Regions from separate parts of the Sus scrofa genome. Here regions 1, 3 and 4 are each linked to region 2. Evidence: chromatin contacts called from public Hi-C and HiChIP or PLAC-seq data. All regions are on one chromosome and are shown on one strand. Each heading gives the region's core, a stretch centred on a gene start, on an enhancer-like site or on the middle of the called end of the contact. The rest is flanking DNA. Distances are from core to core; before and after follow the strand shown.

Evidence for each region. A called contact is a pair of places that touch in the nucleus more often than the background predicts. HiChIP or PLAC-seq counts read pairs in DNA pulled down with a chosen protein or histone mark.
Region 1: a contact with region 2 is called in a Hi-C map of skeletal muscle, with 2.8 times the contacts expected there. The contact joins the enhancer-like site here to the promoter of GRM4 in region 2. A contact is called at or near these places in 1 of 5 promoter capture datasets (liver), 10 of 47 Hi-C or Micro-C datasets (embryonic fibroblasts, epiblast stem cells, fetal liver and 5 more) and 1 of 2 datasets of contacts at active chromatin or transcription factors (skeletal muscle).
Region 3: an H3K27ac HiChIP or PLAC-seq map of skeletal muscle shows a contact between it and region 2, with 9 times the contacts expected there. The contact joins the promoter of LOC100156231 here to the promoter of GRM4 in region 2. A contact is called at or near these places in 1 of 5 promoter capture datasets (fetal skeletal muscle), 13 of 47 Hi-C or Micro-C datasets (embryonic fibroblasts, fetal heart ventricle, fetal liver and 7 more) and 2 of 2 datasets of contacts at active chromatin or transcription factors (alveolar macrophages and skeletal muscle).
Region 4: a Hi-C map of embryonic fibroblasts shows a contact between it and region 2, with 5 times the contacts expected there. The contact joins the promoter of C7H6orf125 here to the promoter of GRM4 in region 2. A contact is called at or near these places in 3 of 5 promoter capture datasets (fetal liver, fetal skeletal muscle and liver), 4 of 47 Hi-C or Micro-C datasets (blood, embryonic fibroblasts and mesenchymal stem cells) and 1 of 2 datasets of contacts at active chromatin or transcription factors (skeletal muscle).

Annotation. Positions count from the first base shown.
Region 1 is chr7:30,015,889-30,019,353 of Sscrofa11.1, reverse strand. No RefSeq gene overlaps it. Among named protein-coding and RNA genes, the nearest start is that of MLN, 4.6 kb to the right of the region's middle. Within about 2 kb of position 1,978, at least 1 of the 83 cell types and tissues checked has an H3K27ac peak or open chromatin away from gene starts, as enhancers often do. A contact at or near this core is called in skeletal muscle, where this site is marked.
Region 2 is chr7:30,276,604-30,280,108 of Sscrofa11.1, reverse strand. It overlaps GRM4 (metabotropic glutamate receptor 4), which reads left to right and starts at 1,530. Exons shown (of 12, transcript XM_021098606.1): 1 at 1,530-1,618.
Region 3 is chr7:29,813,915-29,817,361 of Sscrofa11.1, reverse strand. It overlaps LOC100156231 (gametogenetin-binding protein 1-like), which reads right to left and starts at 1,312. Exons shown (of 7, transcript XM_005665887.3): 1 at 360-1,312. The coding sequence starts at 820. It overlaps BAK1 (bcl-2 homologous antagonist/killer), which reads left to right and starts at 2,017. Exons shown (of 7, transcript XM_021098603.1): 1 at 2,017-2,420. LOC102162214 (a long non-coding RNA gene) reads right to left here. Exons shown (of 4, transcript XR_002345648.1): 4 at 1,886-3,447.
Region 4 is chr7:29,927,617-29,931,126 of Sscrofa11.1, reverse strand. It overlaps C7H6orf125, which reads left to right and starts at 1,325. Exons shown (of 4, transcript NM_001243451.1): 1 at 1,325-1,478. The coding sequence starts at 1,341.

The sequences.
Region 1 (3,465 bases), core at 729-3,228, 260 kb after region 2:
GCCCAGCAGATGTGGGGAAGTCAGCGACGGAGGTTCACTGATGCAGTGGAAGAGAAAAGGATGGGACAGCCAGCGCCTTTTACCTGAATCTGCCCTGGATGAGGCTGACACTTGAAAGGGCTTTGGCTCCCAGCCACATGGCGTGAAACCTCTCCCAAGACTCCTCTCCTTCTTAAATGAGAAAGCACAACATTTCCCAACCCCAGACTTCCCTAATCATCTATTCAAATGTGTCAGCTCTTCCCAGCGCCTTATTCTAGCTCCTCTCGCCCTCCCTCCAGGGAGAGGGGTGCTGGGAGCCGCCTGCCCCAGAGGGGCTGGGGGGGCGGGAGTTGAAGAGAAAGGAGCCTCTGGGGCTGCGGGAGGCCAAGCTTTCCTTAAGATGAACGCACCACTGGCAAGACCATCTGCTTTCTCTTCACACACATCCGTCATCTCCGTGAAAATAAAAATACAGACAGTTAAAATTCAATTAAAAGGATACCCAGTGTCACCAGCTCCATTCACAGAAGGAACAGATCCCACCCCCATCCTGGTCACAGGCCCAGCTCTTAGTGAAACCCAGCAGGACCCCGTGGGGCTCCTGGGCACAAAAGCCTTTCTGTGTCCCCCATTTCTCGTTTTTAGGAAATGGGCCTCATTCAGCCTCCATGACCTTCCCAGAGCTCCAAGAGGCAGGTTCCGACAGTTGCTGATCAGGAAAGGGAGGGGAAGCAGAGCCAGGGAAGAGCCGTCAAGGACAATAGCGCAGCCTCGGGGCAGGATCCGAGGGAGACACACATAATAATATAGGCACCTTATACACCTCGGAGAAAAGTTATATTCCTTATGCTTCTTTTAGAAATGAATCAAGTTGGACAGCTTAGAGTCCTTCCTTGTCCTTCTCCCTGGCTTCATTGCACCGTAAACACAATCACCCGTAAGCTACAGATTAGGCACCCTGAGCACAATTGCCTGTGGGTTAAAAATCATTAGCACATGATGTTCTTCGGGAACTTTGCTAGTTTGTTCTCATCTCGGATCAATACGCCCTTTTTGCAAGTACTGTTCTTCTAGGCAGTAACCCTGAAGCCCACCATCACCATCAGCCCGAGATTTCCTGACCTCGGCTTTGATGACTAAGATTCCCCCAAAGAAAGAAGAATGCATGTCTGCCCCAATCCTGACTCCTACCTGAAAACCTGTGTTTTTTTCCTTCTTACTATAAAACTCCCCGCAATTCTTCCCAATGGAAGGCACAGTCTTTCAGGCATTAGCTGCTGTGGCTTCTTTTGCCTGGCAAAGCCATAAAAGCTATGTTTTTCTCCTTCACCCCAAACTCTGTCTCCCCCTTTCTGTTCGGCACCAGGGGACAGAGGCCAAGTTTCGGTGACATCAGCCCCCACTTCCTGTGCCTGGAAGAAAAGTTATGTGACCTCTTCTCCTCGAAGTTTTATAGCAGCAGCTTTCATGATAAACCCCATAAATAGAACGGCAGCCCAGAAGCGGGGGGTGACTGGGCCGTTTCTAAGAGTTTGTTAACCACCTGGGGATGTATTGACAGGAGGAGGGCGGGATGCTATTGGGAAACTCAGCTGAGTCCCCAGGTTGCCTGCACACTGTCAATAGTCCTTGAGGCTGAGCCGAACAGGATAGCATTTTATCGGATCACTCTGGGTCCAGGTTATTGGCGCGCGAGGAATGGACGCCACGGGAAACCAGAGACCCAGGAATGTTGGCTCAGGTAGCCAGTGGAATAGCCCGACAGGAAGCTCAACACTTTGGAAGTTAATTCTGGGTGGACCCTCTGCATGTCTGTTTTCCTCGCCACGGGCACTATTTCTCTGCCAAGCGTTCCTGGGGTACAGTGGTGTCTGCTGTGCATCATTTCTCAACGAGTCATTTGTGAGTTCTGGAAAAGGACCCTGAGCCATAGCAGGGAAAGAACAAAAATATCCCCACAGGTCACCAAAGCCTGTGTCCCCAGGGCCAGGGCACGGTTGTTGCCTAAAATACATCTCCCGGTGCTTTGCCTGCCCTAGTTTTAAATGCCACGGTCACCAGCTAGGAGTTTTGCTCATGAGCCCAGTTGCCCACCTTCAGCTCCAAGAGAGACACCAAGGGCTTGGACCTGAAGGGGAAGTGACAGCCACCCCTGCCCCTCCCCACGTCCCCCGCCGCTGAGAAGCGGCTTCTTTGCCTCTCCTTGGCCCTGGCATGAGGTGAGCAGCGCACGTGTAATCCTTACCAGCGTTCTGGGCAAGCCGACCTCTTGAAAGCTTTTCTTCTTCATTCTTAGGCCCTAAGCTTTGGCACTCCCACCAGTCCCTCGGCTGTGTCTGCTCATCTGAACCCTGTCACCCTCGAGACGCCATCCTCTGCCTCTTTGAGGGAAGACAGAGGTGGAGCCCCTCGCCTCCCCCAGGGCCTCTGGGTGGCAGCTCTCCTTCTCTGCCACCCCTCCCTGCCACCACATCCTCCATCCCGAGTCCTTGGTGACACAGGTCCAGCAGCTGACCTGCCCCTTTGCAGCCCTAGGTCTAACCTCCCGCATCAGGTCTCTGTTTGTCCTGACGTGTGCCACACTGCCCAATTTAGCGCCATCGGCAAATTTAATTAACTTGCCGTTGCCTCCCTGTTCCAGGCCATTAGTGAAGATGTTGTGTCCATACCCAGCAAACGGCATTTTCAAGGTCAGGAGGAGAGGAGAGCGAAGCTGCTGGTACCTCTGCCCAACACGGGGGAATGGGGCAAACAAGTGCCCACGTGCCGTTTGAGTCATTTCCTCTGGGTTTTGCCAGCTTCCTTCCCTGACTTGGTTAGGTGTTTACGCCTCTGCTCCGCCTTAGCCACTGCACATCCGGGGAAACTCCCATTTGGCCAATGGAGAACATCAGGTCATGCCTTCCTTTTATTTTTGTCCAGTTTCTAGCAGGAGAAACAGCCGCTAATTGAGCATTTGGAGGGAGAGGCGGTGCGCATGATGAAGACAAAGTAGTCGTTATCCAGCTTGTTATCCGGCCCCGTCTCCGATCCTGAAGCACCAACCGTGACAGTGGAAGATACACATGCAGGTCAAGGCACCTGACAGCGGGGGAGGGAAGGCATGTTCCTGCGGCGCCAGTTCCTAAAGGGCCAACCCACAAGGTCTGCAGCCCAGAGTTGCTTGAAGGAGAGGCCCCTTCATCCTTGCAGCTCCAGCCCCACGCATGGCCCTATAGCAGACCTGGCGCCCAGGCCCCCCATTAGCCTGCAGCCCCTCTGCGTGACAAGGAATCGCCCTGCAAACTCTGACTGCCTTCCTTCCATGCCAAACCGCAGCCATCACACTGGAACACTGCAAATTGCCTGGATCAGAAGTGCTGGATCACAGGAGCGATTCAGGATAATGCTATTTACGCCCAGAAAATTGATCCTGGGTTATTTACCGTTTCCAGCACTTCCCTTCTCCCCATCTTTCACCGCAGGCCTGTCTCTGGTCCTTAG
Region 2 (3,505 bases), core at 281-2,780:
AGGGTGACACTGTGCGGGTCAGCCAGGATAACTGAGGCACTGGTGAGGGGGAGGGAGGCCGGTGGTCAGTCACTCTCTCCCCCCAGCTCCCTGGCCCTGTGCTGAGCACCCTCGGCGGCGGGACAAGGACAGTCAGACGTCATAGCTCTAATTGAAGCCGCTTCTGCAGTCTGGGAAGAGATGCTCTTGCAATCCTAAGAGGGCTGCAAGGCTCCCTCCCTCTCTGCCTCCCCTGCCTGTCTCTAAGGCTAGCCCTCTCCTGGGATTTTTCACAGCCCCTCCACCTCCGAAGAGGGCTGGGGCCCCAGCTTCTCCCTTGCTGAGGGCTTCTTCCCCAGGCTTGCTCCCGCCCCCCAGCCAGGCCACCTGTTACTTTGTAGAGGAGACTTGGAGGGAGACCAGTGGGCTGTGGGCCGTGGGGTGGAGGTCCCCAGGCCTGACAGAGTTCTGGGGTGCAGAGGTCTCAGGGGTCCCTGACAGGCTGGGTGACCAGGGGCAGACGGAACCCCCCTCCTGAGTCATAACCTCAAAGCAGGAGCATTGGGGTGTGCACATGAACATGCCACATGGGGGCACACGCCACGTGCCTGGTGCAGATGTGTGGGAAGCTGGCCTCAGGTTGGGGTCCTAGTACCCCAAGGGGTGGGGAGGATGCAGTGGGGGTGGGAGGAATGGGACCCTTTGGCATCAGGGTGTTTGCTGTACTTCTCAGGGAGTGTTAAAGGGGCTCTGTTGCCTGACCTTTGCCCTTTAGGGGTCAGGAGGGGGTCCCTGCCAAGTCCTGGGGTCTAGGAGCCCCCACAGGCCCCGGGGGTGGGGGGTGGGGTGAAGCGGGCTTCGGGAAGAGGGCGCCGGCGGGGCGCGGTGGGAGGGGAGCGGAGGGGTGGCGGGTCGCCTTGGGAGCCCCAGGCTCCGCGGTGGAGGTGCGGGGACTGGCTGGGCTCCCAGAGGCTCTCTCTTTAAAAGGCCGGCGGAAATCGCGCGCTCGGCCGCACTTGCGGCGCAAACTTGGCGGCCAGGCTCGCGCTTTCTCGAGTGCGGCAGCAGCAGCGGGCGCCGGGGCTGAGCGGCTGCGGTCCCCTCGCCCCCTCGTGCTCGGGGCTCCCGCCCCCTCCCGCAGCCTCCCCTCCCGGCGTCTTCCTCGCTCGCTCTGCCCGTCTCGCGCTCCCTCTCTCGCTCGCTCTCCAGCGCGCTCTCTCGCTCGCTCTCATTTTTTCCTGCTGCCGAGCGGCTGCCGCGGCGCCTCCGGGCGCCCGCCTCTCGGCCGGCTGCGCTCGCTGCTCGGCTCCCGCTCCACTCCCTTCCCAGCTGCGAGCCCTCGGCCGGACCCCGCGCCCTGGAGCGCTGGGACGCCGGGCTCTGCGGCGGTGGAAGCAGGGCTGGCCGCCGCTCCCTGGCTCGCTGTCCCCGGAGCAGCAGCCCGACCGCCGCGCGCTTGGCGGCGGCTCCGGCCAGGCGGCCGCCAGCTCGTCCCCGCTGCGTCCCGGACTCCGGGCGGCTCCGCGCCGGGCTCGGTCCGCAGCGTCAGCGCCTCGCGCCCGGGCCTGGGCTCGGGCCACCGCGAGAAGCAAGCCTCCGGCCGCCGCCTCCCACACCACCGACCCCTCGCCTGCGCGCGGTGAGTTGTGGCCCGCGGGGAACGGGCAGGGGGACCGTGCCCTCCGGCCTCTGGGGCGCGGGCTGCGGCGGGCGCTCCGGGGCTCTGGGAGGTGGCTTCTGCCGAGCTCCCGCGCTCGGAGCTGCCCGGAGGAAGGTCGGCGGACCGGAGCCCTCCCGGCTGGAGGGCGCGGGACCCGGGCTGGAGGGTCTCCCCTCGGGGCCGGGCCGGGCTCTGCCGGCGCCCCGAGAACGGAGTAGGGCAGCGACTCTTTTGCGGGCTTGGGGGAGAGTGTCTCTGTGCCTGGGGTCGGGTCGGCTTCCACCGGATAGGGGGCTCGAGCCCGCGCTCAGGTAGGGGCGGCGGCGGCGTCAGGGCGCCCCTTCTGCGGAGAGCGGGGCGGGCGGGGGCGCGGGCAGTTCTTTGCCCGGGTTCCCTGCGGTCTCCCGGCGGGAGGGCAGCGGCAGCCTCTCTCGCCTCTGCTCCTTTCCCGGCACCCGCGCGGCGTCCGGCTCCCCGCGTTGGGAGCCCGAGGCCGCTTGCTCTGGGCGGAGGCGGGTTGGGACGGCACCCCAGGTTCTGGGGTCTCCCGGTAGCTCCGGGACTTCAGGGTCAGGTGCTTCTGGGACCCTGATGAACCTCTAGGCGGCCGCGGGGCGGGTGTGCGTGTGTGTGTTTGTGTGTGTGTGTGTGTGTGTGTTTTGGGGGGGTGTCCCCGGACTCCGGGGTCGGGCTTCCCCGGCTCCCAGGAGCTGGAAGCGCCCCCTCCCCGCGCGGGGGCGGGGCCGGGAGGTGGAGGCCCTGACTGCGAGCGGCGCCCCCGCACCGGGGCGGTCTGAGGCTGTTTGTGCTGAAATGGGGCGGCGGTGGCGGTGGCAGGGAGTCCGGAGGCCCGAGCGTACGAGCGCCCCCTCCCCCAGGCCGCGAGTGACACCCTCGCCTTCAGACTTCAGGTCCTTTCTGGAGGAGGCTCCTTGCTTCTCTCCCCACTCGGCTCACCGGCCCTGCTCCCGGCGCGGGAGGAAGCTGCTGTGCCAGGCGGAGCTGGGCTTGCTTCACGGGGTGCCCCAAGCCACGTGTCTGTTGGAGCGGTGGTCGGACTGTCTGCCCCTCGGTCAGTCTGGCAGGAAGCCCTCGATGCTGGTGGAGGGAGGGTTGTGTGTGTTTGTGTTCAGCCATAGCCCTTCCCCCTCGTGCTGGGGTGAAATGGGGGCTCAGGGCTGGCACCGGCCAACGCTGTAAGAATCTCCATCCTGGGTGCCCCCTTCCCACAGTCTGCAGGACAGCCCCCTTCCTGGCCAGCTCTCTGTGGAAGTGAGCAATGTTCTCATTCCCATGGCCCTATCGCCAGGACATCCCCTGGGTGGGCCCCCTCTTGCCCTGGATCCACAGGGGATGCTGGGCCTCAGGCCCTGGGTGAGCACCCCCTGCTCCTCGCAGGCCTCAGTGGTGCGAGAACTTCCAGGCAAAGGTGAGGAGCTGCAGGAGCTTTCCTGGCGTGGCAGAGAGAATTCCCACAGAGGAGTCTGGAGGCTCTTGAGTGTGGTTGCCCCCTGGGCAGGCCCTGGCTGCTGTGGAGAGGAGGGTGGGAGCCCCTCTCCCTGGCCCACCAGAGGACCACTTCTTGGAGGGTCTTTTCGGGTCTTTCTAGCCCTTACCGTCCTGCTCTTGGGCAGGGGTGGGGAACCTCTGGGGGTGGTGCCTTGGAGCCCTGCTTAGCTCTGGAGGGGCGTGCCTGCCCACTGGCGAATGGGTAGCCACTGTCTCCATGTCCCTGCAACTTTGTCATTGCAGCCATCAACTTTCCCCTCTCTGTCAATGCCTTTCAGGGAAAAAAAATACCCCCAAGTTACCCCCTCCTGAGGTCATAGTCGATTCCAGGGCTACCCCTCCCAGGCCGTTTGCCTT
Region 3 (3,447 bases), core at 63-2,562, 460 kb after region 2:
TCTGGGGTCCATCAGAGAGATGACGATGCTCCCCCAAAGTAAAGGGAGGGGCGCCAAGTCCAAGTGAACTTGGAAACCAGAAGAAGGGGGAGGGGAGACAGGGAAGGGGGCCCATAAAGGAGCTGGGGAGCACTGGGACCCTGCTCACCCTACACACACCCTTCCCAGGGCCCGGCCTGTCCTCCTGTCCTTTGGGGACCTCCATCCCCAAGCCCTCACTGGTGGAGGACCCAGTCTGCTTCCCCACCCCCACCTCTCCAGTCCTTCTCCCATTCGGACCCTCCCAGCTCAGGCCCACACCCTCCCTTCTGCCTTCCAGGAGGCTCCCAGGTCCCTGCTGCCCAGAGCCCACCTCTCACCTGTCTGAGGTCCCCGTGTCCCCCAAGGCCGCGCCTGCCACCTCCTCCTCTTCCCTTTCGTCCATCTCAGACAGGCTGCCCAGCGCCTCCTGGCCTCCTCTGCGTGGATCTGACCTTACTTCTACACCCCGGGCCACCACCCTCAGGACCTGCACAGGGGTGGGGGTCTGGGCCCCCGCATCCCCTAGCTCCAGCCCCGAGGGACTAGTTCGTGGCAGGGCCACAGCGAGGGTACAGGGCAGCGAGGCAGGTGGCCAGGATTCCTTCTGCCCCGCTGCTCCGTGACAGCCAGTCATCAGGGGGGTGGCGTCCTGCTCTTGCAAGGGGCACGGCTGACCCCCCACCAGGGCCTGGTCTGAGCTCTCTGGGCTGCCCTTGCCCCCCACCAGGCTACGGAAAAGGCGGAACATGGACGAGCGGCCCAGATTATGGGCCCGAGGGGTTGGGGCTGGGGCCTCCATCCTGAAGGGGACCTGACTCAAGAGGGAAGGGCCGCAGCAGCTACTGGGACCAACTGCTTAAGAACAGAGGGGGTTGGAAACTTCCCAGAGTTCTAGAAGGCGAAGGCGGGTTGGGGGTGGGGGCAGAGTGTGCCCGGGGGTGGGGGTGGGGGTGTCAATGCAGCACCCCGAGGGTGGGGGTTGGCGAGGCTCCAGGAGACGCAGAGGTGGGGACCCCAACTCTGAGAATGGGGCACACAGCTCTCCCCACAGCCTGTCCTCCTCTGGCTGTGGCTGCTGGTCCAGGAGGGTGGGAGTGTGTGTCCTCCCACCCCTCCCTTCACAACCAGTCTCATCGGCCCTCTGCATGTCCACGTCTACCTGCCTATCACCTGCAGGGTTTCTACCTCTGCAGCCATCGAGGAGCTTGGTACACAGGCCTCAACTGTACGTGGAACTTCAATCTTTTTTTTTTTTTTTTTTTTTTTTTTAGGGCCGTACCTGTGGCACATGGAGGTTCCCAGGCTAGGGGTTGAATCGGAGCTGCAGCTGCTGGCCTATGCCACAGCCCCAGCAATGCAGGATCCTTAGCCCACTGAGCAAGGCCAGGGATCAAACCCACATACTCATGGATACTAGTCGGGTTCTTAACCTGCTGAGCCACAATGGGAACTCCGTGGAATCTCAATTTCATCTTATTATGCCCATGGCACTTACATGTCTGATTATAAACCCCGCTCAGTGACCTTGGCGGAGGTTCCTTAAAGCAGCCGAGTCCCAGTTCGTTCATCTGTAAAATGGATGTGGTCACCGCACCTACTTCCAAGGGTGGTTGAGACTGTTCAGTGAGGATGGTTTAAAGTGCCCAGCACTGGAGTTCCCGTCGTGGCGCAGTGGTTAACGAATCCGACTAGGAACCATGAGGTTGTGGGTTTGATCCCTGCCCTTGCTCAGTAGGTTAAGGATCCGGCATTGCCGTGACCTGTGGTGTAGGTTGCAGACGCGGCTTGGATCCCGTGTTGCTGTGGCTCTGTCCTAGGCCAGTGGCTACAGCTCCGATTGGACCCCTAGCCTGGGAACCTCCATATGCCGTGGGAGCGGCCCAAGAAATAGCAAAAAGACGAAAAAAAAATAAAAAAAAATAAAAAAATAAAGTGCCCAGCACACAGCAGGGCTTCACAAACCTCACCAGCCTGGCTTTCTTGCTGATACCGACGGACAGAAGTGGGGCAAGATCAAGGAGGAGGACAGGGAACCCGGGTGGGAAAAGCCGTGGGTGGGGACACTCGGCAGGGGTGGGAGCCGCGCTCTCCGCCCTGAGCCCAGCCCCAGCCCCGTGCTGCAGGCTTCAGCGGCTGCATCCGGCGGCCGCAGAGCAACTTCCTCTAGAGGGAGCTGATTGGAGCGGGAGCCGCCGGCACCTCTATGATCGCCAAAGCCTCGCGGGTCCCGAAGGCCGCGCTGGGACCAGCCCAGGCTGCATCCTGACACCAGGAACTCACTGGCGCCCGTCTCTGGAGGCCGAGCCTGGGTACCTTACCCTGGGAGTGGCCACTGGCCACTGGGATCACCGGCCTCCGCCCTGCTGAGCCAACCCAGGCCTGGGCCAGGGTCTGGGCAGGTAAGCCGGGAGGGTCCCGCCTGTGCTCCCCACGCCTGGGAGCTCCGGGCCGGGGGTAGGTGAGGGAGGCAGGGGGCTGGGGGGGGAAGGCCTCAGGCTCCCCCCAACCCCCGGGACTCCACCGAGCCCTGTTCGGGGCCTGATCCACCCGGGGCTCCCTCTGGCCACCCCTCAGGCAGCTTCCCCTCTCACCCTGGCCCTAGGGGCCCGAGAATCGGGTGTCAAAGAACCAGGCTCTTTAGCAGTCTGGGGGATGGGGGGGGAGGTCAGAGCCAAGGTCAAGGGCACGGGGAGAACTTACAGCCTCCCTGCTGCCCCAGGAGACCTAAGAGCGGTCTAGAGTCAGGCACCTCCCCTGGGGAAGCATCCTGGCCACCCTCCTCCCCTGGGCAGACCCCACAAGTGGGGAACTCAGAGTACCAGGAAGTCAGGTGCTTGGAGGGGGCAGGGGTAGACCCAGATCAGCAAGGCCTGGGGCCTTGGGGCTGCTCTGAGGCGCCAACTTCTCCCCAGCTCTGAGCCCGAGGGTGGCAGGGGTGCTGTCAGCATCCTCCAGCCCTGCAGTCCTGGGGGCACCAAGGGAGCCAGAAGGGCACCTTGTTCAGGAGGAGGCTGCTGGGATGGGTGCATGCCAGGCCAAGGTCGGTCTTCCCCAGGTGGCACTGGGTGGAGGAGGGGAGGCACAGGTGGTCCGGACCGTCCCCACCCTTCTTTCTGCTGCTTTCGAAAGTAGCCCCAGGCCTGAGAGGGAGGGGTGGGCGGGGAGGGTGCACTGACTGGTCCTCCCAGGGAGCTGGCCCAGGGTAGGGAGGGGCCTCCCTGGGGCGGGAGGAGGGACCTCTGCCTGGGTGATGGAGGCAGCTTTGGGGTGGAGGGAAGTGAAGGGGTGCAAACTGAAAGTGAAACAGCTCATGTCCAGGAAATACTCCCTCTGCAGAGGGTTTACAGAGCAGCCCAGGCAGCAGCCAGAACTGGGTGAAAAAGGAGAGTAGGGGCTGGAGACCCAAGGGCAAGGGGTGCATGTAGT
Region 4 (3,510 bases), core at 76-2,575, 350 kb after region 2:
GTACTGGTGGGTGGAGAATGCCGTGGGAGGGGGTCTTGAGTGCCTCATTTTCCAACCCCCCAACTCCCCTCAAGCAGGCATCACACATCCCTGTGTCCCCAGGTGTTCCCATTCATAGGTCTTTACCCTTAAGGACTTCAGACAGTTCAGAGCTATTCCCTGCTAAAACCACCCACTGATCTCTGTCCCCCCACTTCCTCTCTCTCCCAGTCGTGCCCCAAGCCTGGCTCTTGCTGCTCAAAGTCCCTCTCCCAAGCCCACTTTCAAAGCTTAACCATCCTCAAGGCCCAGCACAAATGCCATCTCCTTCAGAAGCAATCCCTGATCTTCCCCATTCCCCCAATCTCAACAGCTAGAAGGACTATTTCTTTCTCCAAACGCCTAGTATTCTTTAACACTTCCATTAAAGCCCTTGTCACTTCTAACATTGTATTTGGTTCTGAATTCACTCCCTGACTCAGGGCAGGAGTCTCCTGGAAACATACAAAGTAGACGGGTGGAGAGAAGGAAGAGATCTGGGGGAAGCCAAGCGCTGTGTGCATGGGATGGTCCTGTCTAAAGACAGGACAGTAAAGACGCAAAAGGAGGATGAGGCTTTCCTCAAGGAAAATCCGGAAGGTAGAGTTTTTGGGGTTTGTTTGTTTAAGAAAAGAAAAATCAGGATGCAGCTGGAACTGTATAAGAGCAAGCTTGGTAAAACAAGTTTTTTTCCAGGCTGCATCAACTCAAACAGACAAGTGGACGGCTTGGGGAGGGGGAGCTCAGAAGTGATACTAACAGGGGCTGGGGACACAGGGACAGGAGCGAGGAGCACTAAAGAAGGAATTGTGGCAGAGCACCAATCGTGGTACTGATAGGTACCGGGGCTTCGGGAAAGGGGCGCGGGCGGCGGCGGGGGGGGGGATGCTGCAAACCACGTGTGCTAGGATATTAAGTTCAAACATATCTTCATCGAATAACAACCTGTATTTACATGCAAATGTATCCGTTTATGCAAATCAGCAGAGGTCTCAGAGGAGGATTTTTAGTCTGGAGCTTGTGCATTCATTGAAAAAGAGAAGCAAAGCCGTCCCTGGGGGTACTCCACGCCTGACTTGCCCCTGGAAGACCGGCTGGTTCCAGAAGGACAAGAACTGAATTAGCTCGGCTCGCAGGGCAAGCGAGCAGCGCCCCCACCCGGAATGCGGCGAGCGCGGTGAAGGAGCGCATGCTCCCTCCCTCCTCCCTCTTCCCTCCTCCCTCCCGCGCCAGCTCCTCGGAAAGCCAGAGGTCCTTAGTGCGCAAACGCCTTCCGTCTGCGCCAACTCCTCCCTCGGGGGCGGGGACACGCGGGGCCCAAGATGGCGGCCAGCCGCTACCGGCGTTTTCTCAGGCTCTGTGAGGAATGGCCGCTGGACGAGACCAAACGGGGCCGGGACTTGGGCGCTTATCTGCGGCAGCGGGTAGCGCAGGCCTTTCGGGAGGGAGAGAACACCCAGGTGACACAGTGTGGGGACCGCCTGCGGCGGGAAGGCGTGGGGGGTAGGGGGGCAGGACAAGGCAGGGCGGGCCGGTGGCGGGCCCGGCGCATGCGCGCGCCGTTCCCTCGGCCACACGTGCGCGTGGACGGCTCCGTGCTCTTAACAACGTACCCCTCGGAGTTCTAGGACGCTTTTAAAAATCTGGAGACCTGGGTCGTTCGACCTACTCGAATCAGAGTGTGGGGCAGGCCTTGGCCTCAGTATTTTTAAAAGCTCTCCATGATTCTAGGCGCAGTACCTGTGGCAGTCTGTTCCTCCCCTGACACTACCGTACCTCACAGTGCTGTGTGGTGACCGATAGCCAAAGCCCTGTCCTCACCCCAGGCCCCTGCGTTTGAGTAGACCTGCGTTTTTGTGGTTTTTTTTTTTTCGGCTTTTGTGTTTTGAGGGCCGCACCTGTGGCATATGGAGGTTCCCAGACTAAGGGTCGAATCAGAGCTACAGCTGCTGGCCAACACCACAGCCACAGCAACGCCAGGTCCGAGCCGCGTCTGCCACCTCCACCACAGCTCATGGCAACGCCGGATCCTTAACCTACTGAGTGAGGCCAGGGAGCAAACCTTCGTCCTCATGGGTGCTAGTCATATTCAGTTGCCTCGTAAAAGACCCTAAGACTCCATGATAGGGTCTTAAAGACAGGCTCTGATTAGAAGGTGGATTTTATCATAAGACCATTGAGCTGGGAAGGTTTAGTCGGGGCCGATGTGACCTAATTTACTTTTTTTAAAGATCACTCTGGTTGTAGTAGTGAATGGATTATAGGGGGGCAAGAATAGAAGCAGTCAGCTGGAGAAGAGGTTACTCTGGCAGCCCAGGCAAGAAATGGTGGTGTGGATGCAGAAGGCAGCCCAGGAGAGGGAAGTGGCTGGATTGAGGTTGCCGTGGAAGGTTGCGGCCACAGGTTTCCCTGATACATTGGATGCAGGATAGAAGGAAAGGTGAACCAAGGGTCACACCTAGATTGTTTTGGCCTGAGCATCTGGGTGGAAGGTGGTGCCATTAACTGAGATGAGAAAGACTAGATGAGGAACAGGTGGGATGTGGGAAGAACATCTTGTGTTTGGTGTTAGACGTGTTGAACTTGAGATGCAGAGTGCTGTTACCTCTGAGTGGAAATGTCAAGTAGACAGTAGGATATTTGAGCCTGGGGCTCGGGTGAGAGGTCAGGCCTATGAGATAGCATATACACACATACACAGTCTGAGGAAGTGACTTTTGCAAAATTTGGCCACAGCTGTCAAAGTAGGAACATGGTCTTTTGCAACTTAGCTACACGGAGCCAAGCCAGCCCACCTAGTAGAGCAAGAACATGCCCAGTGGCATCATGGGGACAAGCACTGGGTGGGTGTTGGGATGGATGGAGTGTCTGACTAGGGCTGGGGAGGGTGTGGGGGTGTGTGACACCACACTGAGGCCTCACACTTCTTACAGTGCTCTTCACTGGCCCAAAGGATAAAGATTTTGCAGGCAAGAATCATAGCTAGTCCCAATCCTGTGAATCCCATAAGCCTTCTAGGGCTGTGCTCCCTATGTATTTCTGGTGCGAGCTTCCTGAAAATAGAGGTTGTTCCATTTTTATCTTTCTCCCCATAGTGTCTCACATAGTTCCTCACACATAAAAGACACTCAGTAAATGAATGGATGGTTACATAAATGATTGGTGGTGGCTCATGAGACAAAAATCATTTGAATATAGTTGCAGGTGTAGCAGAACTAGATGGAGAGAAGTTGCAAAGAGTGAGAAGGGGATATTTCTGTGTCCTGAGTGGTGAGAATGAATTTGCAGGCTTACTCACTGGGGAACTGCGGGAACTGCAGATGAGGGGCAGAACCTGGTCCTGATCACCAGGGAGCTCACGGGACTTACTCTGAGGGAATTTGGAGGGCGGGGGACCAGGCAGCAGAGAAGCAGTGAGGGTGTGACCTTCCCCAACTAGACTGTTAGTGAGAGAGGGGCGAGGGGCCAGGAAAGGAGGGCAGAGTGTTCTCT